2 separate regions of the Oryctolagus cuniculus genome follow, and region 1 is linked to region 2. A link is a contact called in public Micro-C data. All regions are on one chromosome and are shown on one strand. The core of a region is the stretch at or near the end of the contact, and the rest is flanking DNA. Distances in the headings are between cores, read along the strand shown.

Evidence for each region. Hi-C and Micro-C count contacts between places; a contact is called where the count stands out from the background.
Region 1: a contact with region 2 is called in a Micro-C map of ear pinna, with 11 times the contacts expected there. The contact joins the promoter of ARSG here to the enhancer-like site in region 2. A contact is called at or near these places in 3 of 6 Hi-C or Micro-C datasets (ear pinna, embryonic fibroblasts and an unstated tissue).

Annotation. Positions count from the first base shown.
Region 1 is chr17:11,372,803-11,375,961 of mOryCun1.1, reverse strand. It overlaps ARSG (arylsulfatase G), which reads left to right and starts at 1,866. Exons shown (of 12, transcript XM_051825882.2): 1 at 1,866-2,145.
Region 2 is chr17:10,905,880-10,909,256 of mOryCun1.1, reverse strand. No RefSeq gene overlaps it. Among named protein-coding and RNA genes, the nearest start is that of FAM20A, 170 kb to the left of the region's middle. Within about 2 kb of position 1,301, at least 3 of the 8 cell types and tissues checked have an H3K27ac peak or open chromatin away from gene starts, as enhancers often do. A contact at or near this core is called in ear pinna, where this site is marked.

The DNA.
Region 1 (3,159 bases), core at 617-3,116, 470 kb before region 2:
TGTGGGTGTTCTGAGTGCCGTTTCGGCTTGTGTCAGGCTGTAGACACACGGCCAGCTGACGCACTAGTGATAGGTTGGGAATCTCAGGCTTGGCAGACCAGCTCAGCCACAGCAGCGTATTCTGCACGTTCGGAAACTGCAGTGTATCGTTTTACTGAATGCCGGGAGCAGGCAGCGTTTCCCACCTCACCAGACTTCAGGGAGGGGAGTTTATTCCTGCATTTTGAAGACATGGTTCTTTCTTAAGATGGTATACACTGTTACTTCAAGAATATGTTACGACTGCATTGGAGGTTTCCTTGGGGTTCGCCCCTACTTAAACCCCTCTACAGCATTTCCGAAAAGGACGCTTGCGTTTACAATTAAGTGAGGAGAGACTACTTGGTCATCTGATGTTGCAGGGAACCAGTGGAGCATGGACTTTTATGGATACTGTGACAAGCTTAATTTCCTCCTTGAATAATTACTTTTAGTTATCCATTCTATTTTATTTCCTTTAATGTTCCTACAAGATTAGCACCGCTTTAGTCGTATAGGTCAGCATTATTCATAAACCTAGAAGACGCATCTTTGCCTAGGCGAATATACTGGGGATTAGTTATTTGGGTAAGCTATAAATAGGAAGTCTGCTTGTGCCTACTCTGCAGTGTGAGAGAGCAGGAACAACACTGAATGTGAAACAGTACAGTAGGTGCTGGTGTTGAGCACAGCGGTTAAATGCACTTGGGATGCCCACATCCCAGGCTGTGCGCTCAGTTCCAGCTTGTGCTCTGGGAAACGGCAGGTGATGGCTGCAGTACTCGGGTCCCTGCTACCCATGTGGGAGACCTGGAGTTCTATGCTCCTGGCTTCAGCCTGGTCCAGCCCTACTAGCTGTTGCAGGCATTTGGGGGAGGGAACCAGCAGATGGAAGATCTTGTTTCTGTCTCTGCCTTTTGAATAAATAATTTTTTTAGAACGATGTGTTTATTTATTTGAAAGAATTGTGGAGGAAGGAGAGACGGATCTTCCATCCCCTGGTTCACTTCCTAGATGGCCTCGGCGGCCAGGACTGGCCCAGGCAGGAGCCAGGAGCTTCTTACTGGTTTCCGATGTGGGTGCAGGAGCCCAAGCCCTTGGGCCATCCTAGACTGCTTCGCCAGGCCATTAGCCGGGAGCTGGGTTGGAAGTAGAGCAGCCAGGACTCGAACTGGTGCCCATATGGGATGCTGGCCCTGCAGGCAGTGGCTTAACCCACTGCGCCACAGTGCTGGCCCTGAATAAAAAATTTACAATCTAATTCTAGTTAAAATTGGACTAAGCTAAATTTATAGAATAGACATTTATTCAGCAATCCATGTAAATACTGTGTGTAGCTAATTTTACATACTTTTGGACCATTTTTAAGGGTTAACTTTAAAAATACATTTTGTTTACTGCAATTATAGTTAAATCTTTGTCATTTTAAAAAGTGATTTTCACTAAATAACAGCAGAAGCCCAGGCAGGTTTTTCTCTGAAAATGCAGAACAAACAAGGCATTGACCTGGCAAAGACAACTTCCCGCTGTCTGAATACCGATCCTGTTCCCGGCGCTGCCGGTTACCATCTCCGCAGCCCCGGGAAGGGTTAAACGTTGGCGTTTCGGCCCAGACACTTCATGGTGAGGATTAAGCAGAATCTGGCAAGGACTGCCCGTCAGTCAGTTCTTGTCCAGCTGGTTTTCGGTTTGCTCTTGAGGCACAGGCCGCCCTGAGGAATACTTCGAAATGTGGAGCCCTCGGCGCGGCCCGGCCGGGCGGCTCCCTCCTCGGAGCCCGAGTGCTAAAATCCAAGCAGGCAGCCGCGGGGCCGCTAAAGCCGGCCCTGCGCTCGCCCGGGCCCTCCCGGCAGGAAGCGCGTCGCCGTCCCTGGGTGCGCCCGGCGGGTGCGGGCCCAGCAGCCGCCTGCGGCCCGCGCACCACCTGTTTCCGCCCGCAGGGACTGCTCGGCGGTGTGTGTGGGCAGGGGTCTGCGGCCCGCGCCGCCTCTGGCGTCAGAGACCCAGGGTGCCCGCCTCCGCCGCAGCCTCCGCTGCGGGTCCCCCGTGTGCGCGCTGGGCACGGCCTCGGAGAATCAGGATGGCGCCGGCCGCGGAGCAGTGAGTGGAGTCGGTTCTCGCCCAGAGGTTTGCGAAGCGCTGCGTTTGCTAGTTTGAATCCTAGTCACTTTCAAGCTTCTGGATCCAGAGCGGCACCGTCCAATAAAAACGCAGCGCAAGCCACGGAGGAGGAGATAGGGCTAATTTTTCTCATGGCCGCAGTAGCAAACGCAAAAAGAAGCAGGTGGAATTAATCATTTATTTACGATTTCCACATGTAATCAATAGATTGGTAAATGCTTTTTTTCCCTGCCAAGTCTTCAGAATCCGGCAAGATTTTGCACAATAGCACGCACACTCGAGGGCTCAGCAGCCCCACGTGGCTTGTGGCTGCTGTGTTGGACAGCGCGGCTCCGGATCGCTACACCTCTCTAGTGCCCGGGAAAGGTGGACCATGGAACTGAATTGATAGAGATTCGCGCTGACGGGGCGTGGCCGGGTGAAGGCTTCTGGGTTCAGTGCTGACTAAGGTTGAATCTTGCTGTTCTTGCAGATGTTTAATCTCCCCTGTCATTGCCTACAGCCTGGTATCTCCTTTAACTGCATTTTCATTTTTGGAAAGCAGAGTTGTGAGGTGTAAATGTGGAGTTTGTGTAGCCCCTGTCACGGAGAAGGAAAACGAGCCTGCAGGAGCTAAGTTAACTTGTGTGTGTTTAAACCCCTGGCAAAAAGGGGACCAGCCCCCACGTCTTCCCAGTTCTGAGTTCTGCATCGCTGTCACTGTGTTTCCTCGAAAATCAAATACACTAGCCAAAAGCCCAACCACTTCCTCCAGGTTGTTTACAGAGGGGTTATCACATTCAGTTTTCTGTTGCCGCCTGTCCTATTCAAGTGGAGCCACCCCCGGTGGCAGAGAAATCAGTCTGTGTGCTTCTACCTTAACACCAAAGGCAGAGAGCCGCACTGTCCAGAAAAGCACTGGCTGCCAGTTAGGGTCGTCTGAAAAAGCAGCATGAAAAGAAGAGAGGGCTTTGGGAGAAAGGTAAAGTTCAAAACAAAACGTGCTGGGTAGTGTGTGAAAGCCCACAGCCCTTCCTCTGC
Region 2 (3,377 bases), core at 52-2,551:
TTACAGAGAGGCTGAGGCAGAGAGAGAGAGAGAGAGAGAGAGAGAGAAAGAGAGAAGTCTTCCATCCACTGGTTCACTCTCCAAATGACCACAATGGCCAGAGCTGAGCTGATTCAGAGACATGAGCTTCTTCCGGGTCTCCCATACAGGTGCAGGGACCCAAGGACTAGGGCCATTTTCTACTGCTTTCTCAGGCCATAGCTGAGAGCTGGGCTGGAAGTGGAGCAGTGGGGACTTGAACCGGCACCCATATGGGATGCTGGCAATGCATGTGGTGGCTTTACCTCCCACGCCACATAGATCGTGTATTTTAAAAGTCAGACTGGAGAGCAGGTGTTTGGTGCCCACATCCCATGTCAGAGTCCTGGATTCTAGTTCCAGCTCTGCTCCTGTTCATCTGTCAGGGAAGGCAGCAGAGGCTGGCCAAGGACCAGGGAACCTCCTATCCACGTGGAGGACCTGGACAGATCCCTAGCTTTCAGCTTCGGCCTGGCCCATCCCAGTTGTTGCAGGAATTTGGGGAATGAACCAGCTGGATGGAAGATTTCTCCCCATCACTCTGCCTTCCAAAGAAAACACATACATAAATAAACTTTAGAAAAGTCCTTGATTCTAATTCTAAATCACTGGTGCCCTTCCAAAGAGCATCATTATATTTGGTCTTGCCTCGCTCTAGACAAGGCAGACATTTACAAGGCGAAGCTATCCCAAGCTCTCCTCACCAAATATCACAAGGCCGAAACAAGCGCATGCCGTGAACATGTTTTGAGTTTGTGGTCAAGTACAAGGCCTGATGACAGGGTCTGGTTCTGACCACCAGCAGGATTATCGGAGGGGGTTTGCAGAGCAAGCACAGGCAGGGGTTGTTCCCCAGGACTGCGGGCAGCCGACATCCTGGGGCCGGGATGAGTCACGCCTTGTGTGCACAAACACGCAGGCACACATGCTGCACGGCGGGGGCTTGGATTTGCAAAAGATGACCCAGAACAGAGGAAAAGAAAGAAAATCTAGGACAACAGTGGATGGCTGCTCTGTGGTTGTGAATAGAACAAGACGAAATGGACAGCCCGGCTTCAGCAAGCTTGGGGTCCTCTCCTATCAGCCCAGGGGTTTTCCTATTCATTGTCGAAGGCCAAGGATTATCTGCTTACGGCAAGCAAAATCCTACCAGAGACGGGATTACTAGGAAAGGACACAGCTCCAAAGCGAATTTTCCGGGTGGCAGTGATGGCAAGCCGTGTGTATTGGCGCGTGGGCAGCATTCATATCCACGGTCCCAATTTTTCCTCTTTCCCATTGCTGAGTCATTGGGCTGCCTCAAAGGCTGAGGGCGAGTCGGTGAGGCGTGGTCTGCAACCGCTGAGCCTGGCTCCATTGGGTGGGGCAGGAGCGCCACCTGGAGTTACGTGTGAGTACTGCAAGTCGCTGCTCGGACGACAGCTGTTGGGAGAGATGGGGCCAAAGGGACTGGCTCCCCTGTGCTGGAAAAATGAGGGCAGGCATTGTTTATGATGTGTCGTCTATGGTGTCCTCAATCGTTTCTAGAAAATGCAGTGTATCGGACAGGGTTTTCCAGATGAGCAGAATCAACAGGCTATGTGGGTCCACTAACAAGAGACTAATTTTAAGGAGCTGTCTCATTCAGAAGTTGGTAGCAGATTTGAAATTTCTAAGGCAGGCTGGTGGGGTGCAAAACCTAGTGGGAGTTGATGTTACAGTCTTGAGGCAAAATTTCCTATTAGGAGAATCAGTGCTGAGATCTCCAACTGATTGAGGCCCAGACACGTTATGCAGGGTCAACTCCTTTACTTAAACTACATCTACAGCTGACTGTAGATGTGATAACCGTGTCTACAATTACCCTCCCCGCAGCACCTACTTCCATGTTTGATTACATAGCTGGGAACTAGCCAAGCTGACGCATGAAACTGACCAGCACAGATGGCAACCTGGGGGCACAGGTGGAAAGTGTATTTTTTTTGAACATTGATAGGAATTACAAGGGGGCTTCAAAGAAATTCATAGGCAAATGGAATTAAGAGATAGTGTGGAGTCAATGAGGATTAGCCACTGCTTGTGACACCACTGCCCCATATCAGAGTGCTGGTTGGAGTTCTGGCTGCTCCACTTCGGATCCAGCTTCCTGGTAATGTGCCTGGGAAGGCAGTGGGGGATGGCCCACATGCTTGGGTTTCTGCTACCTATGTGGGAGTCCCTGATGGAGTTCCCGGCTCCTGGCTCTGGCCTGGCCCAGTGTTGGCTGTTGAGGCCATTTGGTGAATGAATCAGTAGATGGAAGATCTTTTTCTCTCTTCTCTCTTTCTCTGTTATTCTGCCTTCCAAGTAAATAAATATATACATGAATAAATCTTTAAAAAAAAGATAGCAGGTATTTCCATGAACTTTTTGAAGCCCCTTGTGTTTGTCCCTTGTTTTGTTAACGTGGATTCAACAACACTTTATGCTGTAGCAGGTGCGATGCCATTTTTAGGTATTCTTTGTAACCTTGGGAAACACGGGGCTATAATCTGAAGTCCTACACCAGCTTACAATACGACTTTTCCTAATGGCGCCACAACACAGATGTGTGGAGACCAGCTCATGACAGAGAGAGTGCTTTCCCGTGGGTGACTTCCTGGTCTGCCTGTGTGTGTGATTCTCCAGCTTGAGCTCTCTGCTGTGCTGAGTCAGGCCGACCTGAAAGGCTGTTCAGAGCCTCTTCCCAGGGGGTGGACCCTTGGCCCTCTGGAGCCAATGTGTCTCTGTCCAGTGCCTCTGGCAGAAGTTGAGAGCGGGGCTTTCTGCCTGGGCAGGCTTCCCACACAGTGAAGTGGTTACCCTTGGAGCTTTCCTGTTTGGGTCTGGAAAAAAAATGAAAAATGATGCCCCTGTTTTGATGGGGGGTTTTTTGAAGGAGGCATCTGTGATCTCCAACACTCAGAATCCCTCCTTTATGGACCTCGAGAAAGCCCAGAGGAGGAGGACAGGAAATGGCCAAGACTCTTGTGACTGGTCTTCCTTCCATCCTCTCTCCCTCCCTCCCTCTCTCTCTTTCTCTCTTCCTCTCTTATTTTTTTTTAAGATTTATTTATTTGAAAGGCAGAGTTACAGAGAGAGAAGGAGAGAGAGAGAGAGAGAGAGAGAGAGAGAGAGAGATCTTCCATCCGCTGGCTCCCCAAATGGCCACAATGGTTGGAACTGGGCCAAGCCTAAACTAGGAGCAGGAGCTTCTTCCATGTCTTCCATGTGGGTACAGGGGCCCAAAGACCTGGACTGTCTTCCTTTGCTTTCCCAGGAGCATTAGCAGGGAACTGGATTGGAAATGGAGCAGCTGGCACTCCAACCAGTGTCTGTATGGTATGTTGGTGCTGCAGGAG